2 separate regions of the Sus scrofa genome follow, and region 1 is linked to region 2. Evidence: chromatin contacts called from public Hi-C data. All regions are on one chromosome and are shown on one strand. Each heading gives the region's core, a stretch centred on a gene start, on an enhancer-like site or on the middle of the called end of the contact. The rest is flanking DNA. Distances are from core to core; before and after follow the strand shown.

Region 1 (6,989 bases), core at 879-3,378, 97 kb before region 2:
CTATGATCACTATGTATTCACTCTCTACATCAGAAGTGAGTAAATTTTTTTTTCTGTAAAGGGCCAGATAGTTTCTATACTTCTCTAACAGGCCAGTAAATATTTTAGGCTTTGGAGGCCATGTGGTCTCTGTTAAAAGTACTCGATTCTGTAGTTGTAGAGAAAAAGCAGCTATAGATAACAGGTTAATGAATGGGCAGGGCAATGTTCCAGTAAAAGTTATTTACAAAAACAGGCTCAGCTGGATTTGGCTTGGACTATAGTTTACCATTCCTGGATCCAGGTTAGTGGTTAACAGATGCTTTCTCTATAAATGTGTGTATATGTATATGAAATATATATATATATATATTTTTTTTTTCTGAACCACTTGAAAGTAAGTTGCAATCGTCGTGGCACTATACCTTTTAATATTTTAGCATGCATCTCCTAAAAATAAACATGTTCTCGGAGTTCCCGTTGTGGCGCAGCGGAAATAAATCCGACTAGGAACCGTGAGGTTGTAGGTTCGATCCCTGGCCTCGCTCAGTGGGTTAAGGGTCTGGTGTTGCCATGAACTGTGGTGTAGGTCGCAGACATGGCTCAGGTCTTGGGTGGCTGTGGCTGTGACATAGGCTGGCAGCTGTAGTTCCGATCCGACCCCTAGCCTGGGAACCTCTGTATGCCATGAGTGCAGCCCTAAAAAGCAAAAAAACAAAAAAAAAAAACAAACAAAAAAAAATTCTCTTGTGTAACCATAATACCATAATTACAGCTAAGAACAATGTAATTTTGTTCTTTTTAATAGAATGGAGATTGTATAATATAGTACAGAAATTATGAAAATCCTTAGATTTGCTCCTCAGCCATTGCAGCCTATTGAACTCTTTGTCTTGGTCCCTCTTTATCTTTTTCTTTTTTCTTTTTTTCTTTTTTTTTTATTTTCCCACTGTACAGCAAGGGGATCAAGTTATCCTTACATGTATACATTACAATTACATTTTTTTCCCCCTCCCTTTGTTCTGTTGCAACATGAGTATCTAGACATAGTTCTCAATGCTACTCATCAGGATCTCCTTGTAAATCTATTCTAAGTTGTGTCCGATAAGCCCAAGCTCCCGATCCCTCCCACTCCCTCCCTCTCCCATCAGGCAGCCACAAGTCTTTTCTCCAAGTCCATGATTTTCTTTTCTGAGGAGATGTTCATTTGTGCTGGATATTAGATTCCAGTTATAAGTGATATCATACGGTATTTGTCTTTGTCTTTCTGGCTCATTTCTATCTTTTTCTTAATTTATTTCTTTAGGTAGAAATCTGTGTTGGGTAACCCTGTTTGCTGGTTTCATTTGGCCCAAGTACACAATCAGATGAAAGGAATATTTTAATTGTTTTTATGTGTTTGGTTTGTATTTTTAAAAATCTGGGTTTTGTTTCTGTATTTTATGTGATTTGAAAGAGAGAATTTTGTGTAATTTATAATCAGAAGACAAGACTTCATTAAGTTACATATAATCTCTGTAATTTTCATTTGGTTGTTTGTACTTGTTTACACCGAAGAAACTGAAGGAAGGTGAAACCAATAATGTGCTTTGAAAAAGTGGCTAGTTTTTGGATTTTCATGCTAAAAGAAGGAGGGAAAGTAATATAAATATTTGTGTTATTGTCAAATTTAACTTTATTGTGCTTTTATGTGACAAGAATTTATAACACTTCAGATAAAGCTGGACCACTCTGAGAAGTTGTGCTGCAAATTTATCCAGGTCCTTGCCCTACTTTTCTCTTCAGTCCCCTACCCAAATTTAGCACACTGCATTGTGCTGCTTCCCATATCATCTCTTAGGCTGTGGATGCAAAGGGCTGTCTACAGCAATTTCTGCCTGGCTGGAAGGAAAGAATTTAATGTGTTGGTACAACTGTGGGTCTGTAGGCTAGTTAGGAATAATGGGCTGCAAGATGGAATAAATAAGACTTCTTCTTAGATTAATGACATAACTATTAGTGGAGGCAGATTAATTATTAGGAACAGACTCAAGATTATTGTTACATCTCTGTATTCTATGAAGAAACAACAGCAAGTAATTCAGGATGGCTAGAATAAGTACATGGGATGGAGGTTGGAAATATATTTGAGAAGGCAGAGCCTGATCATTGTGTGCCTGCCTGGCTAAAGAATTCGGCCTTTAACCTGATAGAGAATTGGGGTAATAGATTCCAAATGGAGTAGATTCCAATAGTTTCCCAAATGGAAATAGTAAATTTTTTTTTCTGATTGTAAAAGGAGCACATGCTTGTTATAAAATGCACACGGGCAACACCAAAAAATGTTGACATTCTCTAGAGATAACCACTGCTAATAGTTGATTGTGTAACCTTGTAGAAAGGAATGTCATGATCGGTTTTGCAGCAGTGTGGAGGATGGAGAGGACAAGAGAGGCAGGAGAGTGGAACAGGAGACTCTTAGGGAGTTCCTGGTGAGAAATGAGGAGAACTTGTTCTTAGTGACAGCTATGGAGATGGGAGAGGGGCAGGGCTGGGGGAAGGTCACAGGCATTTAGGAGGTAGGTGAGATTCAGTGACCAGCTGGATGAGTGGGTGAAGGACACCCCAGAAAAGTGTCCGGGAAGGTCGCTGAGTGGAATGCCCAGAACCTGGGTCCAAATTGTGAGGTCATTGAGGTGGCGTAAAAGGAAAAAATAGCAGTTTTACCAACTGCATAATTCCAGAGTGGAAACTGTATCCTTTGTTCTAATTTTCTTCTGGTTTTTCCAGGCTGATTTAGAGAGGGAGTGTAAAAGTAAGAATTCAATTCTGTTTTGATAGATAAGAGCTGTTAAATCTATGTCCTTTTCTTTGCTAATTATGTTTCTCTCTTGAATTAGTTGAGGATAGCAAGTTCTTTTAAGGAGTTGCTTCTGTTTTGGTGTATAACTATAGCATTAGCTTTTATAGTTCACAAATTTCCTGTTAGAATCTTTAATTTTTTTATTATTTAAAAATTAAAAAATTTTTTTTTCATTTTTGGCCACCCTGCGGTATATGGAGTTCCCTGGCCAGGGATCAGATCTCTGAGTTGCAGTTGTGACCTATGCCATAGCTGCAGGCAACACCAGGTCCTTAACTCACTGTGCCAGGCTGGGGATCGAACCTGTGTCTCTGTGCTCCAGAGATGCTCCTGATCCCATTGTGCCACAGCAGGAATGCCAGAATCTTTAAATTTTTATTCTGAAGAATTGGGATCGGAGTGCAGTGCGAGAGGCACTTGGGCAAGTTGTTGGGAGAGATTCTTTGACCCTGAATCAAGCATTGTTTTGGTGTCTAGTAGTACCTTGCTTTCACCAGGTTCTGCTATGTTCCATTGAGAACAGGCCTATGGAATTCAGTGTGAAACCTCTTTTCTGTGTTGTATAAAAATATGCATAACAGTGCAGTGTTGGCATGGACTCTTGAGTTCTGGGACACAGTGAAGGATCCTCTCTCTCCAGGTAACTAAAAGATGATTGATTGGTAATGCCTGGAAGTTGTGGAACTAAGCATTTGTTCCTGGATGAGAAAGACTTAAGTTTCTGATGCCAAACTCTGCTTTCAGGTAGTATTAAACATGAACTTTCCTATGCTTAAAATTTTCTCAATTTAAAAATATCCCCAGGAGTTCCTGTCATGGTGTGGTGGAAATGAATCCAACTAGGAACCATGAGGGTGTGGGTTAGATCCCTGGCCTCGCTCAGTGGGTTAAGGATCTGGCGTTGCCATGAGCCGTGGTGTAGGTCACAGACATGGCTTGCATCCTGTGTTGCTGTGGCTGGCAGCTGTAGTGCCTATTGGACCCCTAGCCTGGGAATCTCCATATGCTGGGGGTGTGGCCCTAAAAAGCAAAAAAAAAAAAAAAAAAAAAAAAAAAAAAAAAAATCCCCATAGTAGGAAATTTGACGCTTTTTTTGTTGTTCATCTTTGCTGAACCATCCTCACTATTGGGACACTTTATTCTATCCACCTGAAATCCCCTGTGTCACCATTTCAGGAACTTCTTGTTTAGTTTTATCTATATCCTTTCATGAACCTCTAATAAAGAGTTTCCTTGATATATGCACTGTCATAATAATACATCTCCTTTGAGGTTTGATCTGGGTAAGGATTGTTGAAATACAATAGTCATAGCATTAACTTAATTTTTTTTCCCCTAGAATTACTTTCTTGTTTAGACTCTATTATTACTATTTTTACTATCCTTTTCATGGATGAAGTTACTCATCTGAGGTCTTACTCAAAATATTATGTAGTGAGAAATAGGCTTTCCCTCATGGTCATTGATTGGGATTGTGGAACAGATAAATAGAATTTAGGAGAGACATTGTCCTCCGTGGTGTATTCTCCTACTTAATACTGGTGAAAATTAAAGAAGAGTGTAATAAGAAAGATTTATTCTGAAGTTTTGCTCTTGGTTTTTATTTATGCTTTAAAGCTTATTTCAGAAAGTTTGAATTTTGTTCTATTGGTTGTGCTCTTTAAAGTCAGTTTATTCCTCGTCATTTAAAAAGTGGCTTCCTTGTAACCAGCTAAACTGTTGTGGATCATGATGAAGCATATGGAAGCTATGTAAATTGATGTGTTGTTCGCTAATAATTTTTTCTTGGCCTCCATGTTTTATGTTTATATCTAAAAATTTAAGAGCTAATGTAATGAACATCAGTTGTTAGAGGCAGACTTTTCTGAGCTCAGATCCTAGCTGTTTAACTTTCACAAATTATGAACTTCTTAGCCTTTAAAATGAGGTTAAGAACTATCTCACAAAATTTTTATGAGACTTAATTGAGATAATTAAATATAAAGAATCTGGTACAGTGCTGCACAGTGGGGTCTAAAAGACTCTGGCTCCTCCTTTCTTTGCTAAAAGCACATTGGAGCTCATAAAGAAAATGGAAAATTAAATCTCTTAAAAGTTTCATTTTCCCTTTAAAAATTAAAAAAAAAATGTAAATGCTGTCTCGTCTAAGCGTTGTCATCTCATGGAGATGAGGATAAATACACTTGTAATACCTTGGGGCTTTTTCAAAGAGCTCATTATTCTACATTTAACTGCCTAGTACAATGCTTGGCACATAAATGAGCCTTAATACATATTTGTTATAGGGATGCCTTGCAAAGACAGAAAATATTCTCTGTTGCTTTATTCTCTAGAATACCTCAAAAATTGTAGTGAAAAAAAAAAAGACCTATTTATCTACTTGGAATACTTGGTTTGTTTTGGAAGAGAAATGCTGTTTTATATTTAAGGAAATTAAGTATATTCAGTTGGCTTAAAATTCTGATTTCTTCTAATATATTCCTTTATGTCAGAATTTTTGTGTTTTGAAATGAAGGCAACAATGTGCTCTTAAATATTTGAGAACATGAAATTTCCGAAGTGTTTAAGAATGGCTCTTTTGGAGTTCCCCTGTGGCTCAGTGGGTTAAAGATCTGGCATTGTTATTTCATTGGTCTGATTTGCTGCTGTGGCTCAAGTTCCTTCCCTGGCCTGGGAACTTCCACATGCCATGGGCATGGCCAAAAGAAAAAGAAAAAAAGAGTGGCTGTTTCTCTGAACTTCACTATTTGACCCAGCATTTATTGAGCTTGTACTCTAGACTGTGCAAAGGGCAATGGAAAGCCAAAGATTACTGTGGTCTCTGTTCTCAAGGACTTTCACTTTAGTGACAAGGGCAGAGAAGAAAACCAAAATTACCTTTTAACTGGAAGGTACTATAGTATCTGTGTAGAAAAAGGTAATCACATAGGAAGATTGTCTGTTCATATTTGGTGCATAGATGTGCTGTCTGTGCCTGTGTATATGGTGGGTGCATCAGGAAAGCTTTTTGAAGAAGCTGAGACTTGAAGAATGGATGGCGAAAGGTTTAGCTGGAAAGTATTACAGATTGTTCAAAGGCAGGGTGGGTGAGAAGCCTACACGTGTTTTGTTTTGTTTTGTTTTGTTTGTAGAGTAAGAGAAAAGTTTTAATACACCATTTGTAGTTAATGATACAACAATATACTTAGAAATCTTTGGGATTTTGACAATGTAGATGGCACAGTTAATAAAACTGACCTAACTGCGTAGATGATATACCATATCTTGAGTGCAAAATACATATTTTCTCTTTCTTTTTAGCATCTCTTAACTTACATAGTTACAAAATTCTTTTTTTTCTTATAATGAAGACTTTTAAGATCTATTCCCTTAGCAACTTTCAAATATGCAATGCAGTATTATCAACTATAGTCACTATCCTACAAGTGGTTCTTTATGGCTGGAGTTTCAGGCTAAGGTAAGGCTGTAGAAATAACCACAGGCCAAAGAAGTTATGAAAGAGCCTATGTGGCAAGATAACGATTTTTACAATTATGATATGCATTTTAGAAAGATCATATAGCAGCATAAAAGTGAATTATTAATTAGATTCGGGTTTACTTAAAATACAAGGCAAGTGGTCTTAACAAGATAGAGGTATTTTCCTCACTAAAGCCCAGACTTTATGTGGTGGCTTTAGGATCTGAGTTCACAGGGTCTCAAGTTCCTTCTTTCTGCTTTACTGTCCTTTGGCATAGCTTATGTTACCACATGGTCCAAAGTGACTGCAGGAGTGCCATTCATCATGTCCAGGTTACAGACACACACCCAACTAAGTCAGTCCCCTTTACGTAGCTTTCCTAGAAGCTCCATCCAGTCACTTCTATTTCTAGCTCATTCACCAGTCCTAGCAGCAAGAAAGGCTAGAAAGTGGACACTCTTAACTAGATGCATGGTGCCCAGAATAAAACCAGGGTCTATTACTAAGGAAGAAAGGGAGAATGGGCAGATGGTAGGTAGGCAGTATGTCTGCCTCAAAGGGGATTGAGAATGGTAGTAAGGAGACCAATTTAGTACTACAGCTAAGGGGTAGTATATGTAATCTCTTACAAAAGAGATTTGATTGAAAGTCTTAACATACAAGAATATAACTCATTAGTAACTGAGTAGGGAAGCTGTTCTGCTGGGA
Region 2 (7,238 bases), core at 4,120-6,619:
TTTTTAGATTTTTTTATAATCATTGTTTAATGCATCTTCATAAAAGTACATATGTCAAAATACAGCTCTTTTTTAAAAATTAAAGTTAACACTCAGAAGAAATAGAACTTATTGATTAAATTTAATGGATGTTTCATATATAAGAAATAATTTATTTCTTTGTGGAAACTCATCCCTCTCTGTGTTTTCTCATAATGCATATAAAGATCTCTTAGCAGAGTAGGAAGGAAGTAGATTTTCTATTTAATGAAAACAATACAGTAGACATTTCCTGGATTGCATTTTGGTCAGATAGATCATTTAGTAGTTTTCCTTATTACTGTGGTAAAAATTCCTGTGAGGTCTTCAGAAACTATAAATGATTAATTTATTTGAGCCTTGACTTCACTGCATTTATTTTCTCTAGAAGCATGGTGATGTGAAATACACTGAATTACTGGTACTGGTAATTTTGCTGTTAATACTTGATCAAAACCCTTAGCTATAAATTATAAACATTAGTGTAGTTTCTTATAGCATCTGAGGTGGGTTGTCTGACCATTGATAATGCCGGTCATTCTGTAAAGTGGAACATCTAACCATACTAGACAAGTTCCTTCAGAATGCAAAAGCCCTACCTCCCACCCCTCTGCACATCCTTACCAGCACCTTAGCCAATTCTAGGACTTGGGGATGGGGTTTGGGTGGGAGAGAGATCAATTCCAGGGCTATGCCTATTTTTACTAGCGAAAATGTAAACCGTACATTTTAGAAATGTAAGTTATAAGGATTTGGATTAGATGTAAAACCAACTTGAGAGTGCACTGGGATAAGATTTATTATGGGCATCTGAGATAAAACTGCTACTACTTTATTTTGCTGATTTAATTACCAGCTGCATTCTATTTTTCAGACATTAAATTCCTTGAACATTCTTATTTAATTTTGTTTGAAAGTTTCTTGTTGATAAAAGATATGCTATACAGTACAAGAAACTCTACCCAATATTCTGTGATAATATGTATGGGAAAAGAATCTGAAAAAGAATGGATGTGTGTATATGTATAACTGAGTCAATGTGTTGTACATCAGAAATTATCACAACACTGTAAATCCACTAGACTTCATAAAACTTTAAAAAAATGGAAAAAGGATAATTTTGAAAATTTGAAAACAGCAATTTTGAAAACAGTATTCTCTTAAGGTGGGATAAATGCCATCTAACCAATGTGTTTGTAAAACAACTCTTGTACTATCACTTTTGTTTTCTTATTTAACAAAACTTGTTGAATGCCTACTTTGTGCCAAACCCTCTTATGCAAGTAGTTTTATAAATATTCATCTGGAAAGTAGAGAGCTGTGCTCTATTACATATGATAGGAGGATGCCATAGAAAATTTAGGATAAAGTAGGGATTTCATTTGATATTTGTTCCCAGGAAGATGAATAGTGAAGGAGTTCTTAGATTCGGTACAGTCATGACATGATGAGAATATTGGCTAATATGCTTTTCTTGCTGGTTGAGTCTCTGTAATTCTCAGTTCCCTCTTTTCAACTTGCATACTTCGTTAGGAGTATCTTTTATGACTTTCCAGATTAGATTATATCTGCTATATATAACTATTCTGTATTTTTGTTAATAGCCTTATCATACTTACAGTTTTAGAAAGTTTTATAGTTTTGCTTAATCTGCTTCCTCTTTGGTCTCTATTAGGCCATAAACTCCCTGAGGCTCCCTGAAATGTGCTGGGCACTTGTGTTTACTAATGAATTTTGACTTTTTAAAATCATTGCTTACCTGCTGGGTATTTTTAACCAAGTTGCTGCCTCATTCCCATGTCCCAAGGCCAGTCTTTATGGGGGACAATAGGTAATGGCCAGGATCCTGTGCAGTGGCGAGACCTTGAGACCTTGAGACATCATTCATGATGATTGTATGGGGAGTGTCCTGAAAGTGAAGGCCACAACATAGGCCAGTTATGACACCGCCTTTATTAGGGCAAAGCTCTCTGGTCCTTAACTTGGATCTTATCTGCCAGCCTCATTTTTGGTTAAAATCTTTATAATACAGTTTTATCTTGACTCTCAGCACCCACCCCCCAGATAAATTATTTGTAAGAAAAATAGATTTAGTCTTTGAAGTGGGTCATTTTGAATGTTCCATTTGGGAGTTTCATCTTTGAAACCATTTAAGATTTTAGGATGGGAGAGTTAACATTATTAGACTTTTTTTTTTTTTTTTTTAATGGCCACACCCATGGCATGTGGAAGTTCCTGGGCCAGGAACTGAATCCGAGCCACACCTGTGACCTAAGCCAGAGCTGTGGCAGTGCCAGATTCTTTAACCCACTGCCCTGGGTCAAGGATTGAACTTGTGCTTCTGCAGCCACCTGAGCTGCTACAATCAGTTTCTTTCTTTTCTTTTCTTTTTTCTTTTTGCTTTATTAGGACCACACCTGCAACATGTGGAGGTTCCCAGGCTAGGGGTCTAATCAGAGCTACAGCTGCCAGCTAGGTGTCTAATCAGAGCAACGCCAGATCTAAGCTGCATCTGCCACCTACACCACAGCTCGAGGCAATGCCAGATCTTTAACCCACTGAGCAAGGCCAGGGATTGACCCTGCAACCTCATGGTTCCTAGATGGATTAATTTCTACTGTGCCGTGATGGGAACTCCTGCAGTCAGATTCTTAACCCACTGTGCCAGAGCAGGAACTCCTCAACTTTTTAATTTAGGAAGATAATTTGATGTCAGTGCATGGGATGTATTAGAAATGACAGGCGCTAGATCATCACTCACTAATTCAGCCAGCATTTGAGGAACACCAAATGTGTCTGGCTTGTTACACAGTGGAAATTTAGAGATGGAAGACATAGTTCCTGCATTCTAGAACCTTGCAATCTATTAGGGGAGCCAGATAATCAAACTATGTCATAATTTCATCAGTGGTATGTTAAGAGAAGTAGTACAGTATGGAAGGAAAGACAGAAGAGAGACACCCACTTAGACTAGGAGTTTCAAGAAAGGTTTTTTAGAAGCAGTGATAAAGTCCTTTCTAAAAAGCAAATAGGTGTTAGTCAGAAAAGAGGACAGAGAAGATCTTTCCAGGCACAGGCAAGAGCACATGTATAAATACTAGTTAAGGGTTTCTTTTAATTATTGAGGTGAAAATTCATGAGTATATTTAAAAGGCAAAGTACATAGCACTTGTTGAGTAACTGGGCACTGATTGGTTTTAAGGTTTTGAACCTGCCTTGGTTATTGGGAAAGAGTGGTATAATTGCAAGAATAGTGGATGCGCTAAGAGGTGGAGGTAGGCAAGTGATACTCAGTTTTGGACCTGTGGGTTTTGAGGTACAGTGGGATTTCCATATGGGTGTATGAATGCACAGTTGCAACCTGATGTCAGAGTTTTGGGCTAGAGATTGAGATTTTGGATTCTCCATAAAAGTAACAGTGAAACCTTAGACACATGGGTAAGATGTCAGGAGAGACTGCAGAACAGAGAAGGAAACGAGGACTAGAGACAGAGGAAAATAAGATGATACTTCTTTTCCTTTTTAAGGCAGTATTTATATTAGAGCTTTTTCTTTTTCTTTTTCTTTTTTTTTTTTTTTTTTTTTTTTTTTTTTTTGTCTTTTGTCTTTTTAGGGCATATGGAGGTTCCCAGGCTAGGGATCTAATCAGAGCTGTTGCTGCCGGCCTACACCAAGAGTCACAGCAATGAGGGATCCGAGCCATGTCTGACACCTACACCACAGCTCATGGCAATGCCAGATCCTTAACCCGCTAAGCGAGGCCAGGGATTGAACCCACAACCTCTTGGTTCCTAGTTGGATTCGTTTCTGCTGCTCCAAGACGGGAACTCCCCTAAATAAGAGTTTTAAGGGTTTTTTTTTCACCCCTCATTTTACTTCAAGGAAATAAAAGGATAAACGAGGAGGAAATATTTGTTAGGAGTTTATATTTATTGAAACTCCAAGATACTAAAAATGTGCCTAGAGTCAAAGATAATTCCATTTTGGTAATTGTGAAGATAAGGAAGGCTTTCAACAAGGCTTTTTACTGGAAGCAAGAAAAGATTTTCTGATTACCCTCCAATGAATCAGAATGCCCCTGAGAATTCCAGGTAATTTAGGTTTTGCTTGTAAACTATTTTGATTTGCATCTGTTTCATTTTTTATACTTAAAGTTTGTATATTCAGAGTGCCATTGATTTATAAGAACTGTATCTGATTTTTCTCATGTGGAGTATGTTACGTAAAAGATTAAACATTCAACTTTGAAAAGAGCACTTATGCTGTCATAGTTAAGAGGATGTAAGCTTCTTATTTATTACCAATCTCACTTGCTTTCACATCTCTCTCAGACCAAGTACATGTAGTAATAAAATCAAAGAGAAAAGGAAACTAGATCATCTGTTGCAAAGTGGAAAGTGAACTAACTTTCCCGTAGCCATACTATTATTATACAACCTGCTAACAGAGTGTTTCAGGCACTTTGGGAAATAAATGTGATGGCATGCCCCAATCACAGCATGTCTCTCTCCAATGAGGTTCTATGCCTGTAGTGCCTAGCCTTTCTCAGTTAGGTACAGTAATAATAGCTAGTGTTTATCAAAACCTTAAAGAGAAGTTCCTGGCATGGCTCAGTGGTTAATAAACCCAAGTAGTATCCATGAGGATGCAGGTTCCATCCCTGGCCTTGCTCATTGGGTTAAGGATCCAGCGTTGCCGTGCGCTGTGGTGTAGATTGCAGAAGCAGCTTGGATCCTGTGTCTCTGTGACAGTGGTGTAGGCTGGCAGCTGTAGCTCCAATTGGACTCCTAGCCCGGGAACCTCCATATCCTGTGGGTAATGCCCTAAAAAACAAACAAACAAACAAAAAACAACCCCCCCCAAAAAAAAACTTAAAGCATGCCAGACGTTCTACTTACCACATTTAGTCCTCATAACATTCTTGCCAATAGTGGTGGTTATAAGAGCAATAACTATAGTTTGTCAAGTTTTTAATGTTTTCTAAGCATTGTGATATATAGTTATGTACATTCATTTAATCCTTGCAGAAACTGAGTGTGTTTATCAGTATATTTTTTTTTCCCCCTCTCTAAGCCTCTGAGGAGTTAAGCATCTTGCTCTGCATAGCTGTGGTCAGGGCTTAAACTCAGGTTTCTGAATTCTAAAATCTGTGCTTTTTGTATTATACCTGCTGCCTCACTGTCATTTCCACTGGATGGCAGTGGGGACCACTGACCTCCTTGAAGCTTATGACTGGTACCTAAGCAGTGTTGCTAAAGTAAAATAAAGCAAAAAATTTAGGGCTACCTTGAACCTGGGCTGGTTTACTGTTTTATAGACCCCTCTTCAGAGTATGAGTGCCACCTGCTGGAAGGTTATAATGTATCTATGTGCTTGTAAGGTCCTTCCCTAAAGCTTGTCACAGGAGTGAAAGTGTCAGGTGTCAAAATGCTAATTCTTAAATTTCAGCTTAGGAATGCTGGGGCATTTTGAAGTTAGGTGAATCTCCTGTTTGCTACCAAGTACATTTCCTCATTTATTTTCCTTTTTTTTTTTTTTGTAGGGAGGGGAGGGTTACACATTAAAAAATGTTACACTCAATGAATGCATTCTAAAAATAAAGCTTTCTAAAAATAAAGATCAATGGTCAAATGAATCATTCTGTTACATATTACAGATCAAATGCGAATAAAAAATTGGATTTACTTTGAGATAAGTGAGTTATTGAAGCATAAGAGGACCCTTTCCTTTTAGATACTCTGAAAAAGGAATCTGGAAGCCCTGGGGCATCAGAGACTTGGCGAACAAAAAGTGCGGATGAAACAGGAAGAAAGATGGGTGGATTAAAATACAAACAGATTCTGTAATTGATAGTGTAGCATAAGAGTTCCCAAATGGAGTCAGGATCCTCAATAGTGCTTTAGAGAACAAAGTTTAGAATTACAGCTTTAGATTGTTATATGTTTAGGACAGTGAAAAGCGGACATTTTTTATAGTCACTTATATGCCCTGGAAGGGGAATCAGAAAAAGTCTTTGCATGCCCGTTGCACATTTTTCATTAGGCTCCTTTGGGATCATGTTAGTAATCTGTAAGTATCTGGAAGAGATATTATCTCTTAGTGTGGGGTTTTGACAGGAAAATCATGCTATAGTTAACTGCTCTTTATGTGATTAAGGCATATTTGTAGTTGCATGATGTCATGTTGAACAAATATTTGTGTGACAAGAGATTAAAGTCCATTGCCAAGATGTGATATTGCCAAGAGTTCAGGAAAGTACCAGCGCGATCATCATCTCTTTCTTTTATCCTTTTTCAGATCAAATGTGAAAGAAGCTTCACTAGCACGATAGTATCTTAGCGGGTAGATTTCTGAAGAGAAAGGGCTTGTGTGTGTGTGTCTATGTGTGTGTGTGTAAATTATATGAGTAATGCTCAGTATAGAAAATGCATCAAGTAGAAGAATAGGAAGAAAGAAAAATCACACAATCCCATTCCCTAGAGATAACTATATTAACATTTTGGTATAGTTGCTTTTTTATAAACATTTAATATTTTGCAGCCTTTCATTTATTTTAATTTTTAATATTTTAAGAAGAGAAAAGCATATTGACTTTATTTGATGTTAATTTTTGTGTGACATAGTGGCCTCCCTAGAAAAGAAATGAAGATGCCAAGAAATAAGTCAACCTGATATGCCATTTTTAACCAAGAGCCATAAATTGTAGAGACGTGACAAGACAAAGGGTTTGCAAACTGTGGGAAGGTAAATATGTAGGGGAAACTAATGAAAGATAAGGCCTCTATTAGCATGGTTTGTTTGTGTTGATCCATTGCAGGGCCGACTTTCTGTCTTCTTCATGGTCATAAAACTTCCCTGGGAGAGGGGATTTATGGCAGTCCTCATTTCTCAGAGTTTCTACTTTCAGTCCCATAAGGGAAGCTCCAGGAAGGCTCCTTTCTGCATCTGCTGACTTTCCAATGCCTTCGGCTCCGAATCATTCTTATGCCAAAGTATCATATTTTGGGGTGGCCCATTCTGATCCCCTTCACCCTCCTCCAAAGTAAAAGATGAAATTTAAATCTGAGGGAGGCAAAGAAAGGGGAAATTCTGTATCAACTTGCTTGGTTAGGAAAAAACACAACACATTGTTTTCCTCTCTGATTTTTTTTTTTTTTTTAAACTGAAGTATAGTTGACCCGCAACACTAATCTTAGTTCCAGGTGAACAACATAGTGATT

Evidence for each region. A called contact is a pair of places that touch in the nucleus more often than the background predicts.
Region 1: a Hi-C map of liver shows a contact between it and region 2, with 5 times the contacts expected there. The contact joins two enhancer-like sites. A contact is called at or near these places in 4 of 47 Hi-C or Micro-C datasets (epiblast stem cells and liver) and 1 of 2 datasets of contacts at active chromatin or transcription factors (alveolar macrophages).

What each region holds. Positions count from the first base shown.
Region 1 is chr1:76,753,655-76,760,643 of Sscrofa11.1, reverse strand. All of the region lies in intron 1 of CDK19 (cyclin-dependent kinase 19), which reads left to right. Among named protein-coding and RNA genes, the nearest start is that of CDK19, 36 kb to the left of the region's middle. Within about 2 kb of position 2,128, at least 3 of the 83 cell types and tissues checked have an H3K27ac peak or open chromatin away from gene starts, as enhancers often do. A contact at or near this core is called in liver, where this site is marked.
Region 2 is chr1:76,660,007-76,667,244 of Sscrofa11.1, reverse strand. The region is part of intron 2 of CDK19 (cyclin-dependent kinase 19); the gene reads left to right. Among named protein-coding and RNA genes, the nearest start is that of CDK19, 130 kb to the left of the region's middle. Within about 2 kb of position 5,369, at least 6 of the 83 cell types and tissues checked have an H3K27ac peak or open chromatin away from gene starts, as enhancers often do. A contact at or near this core is called in liver, where this site is marked.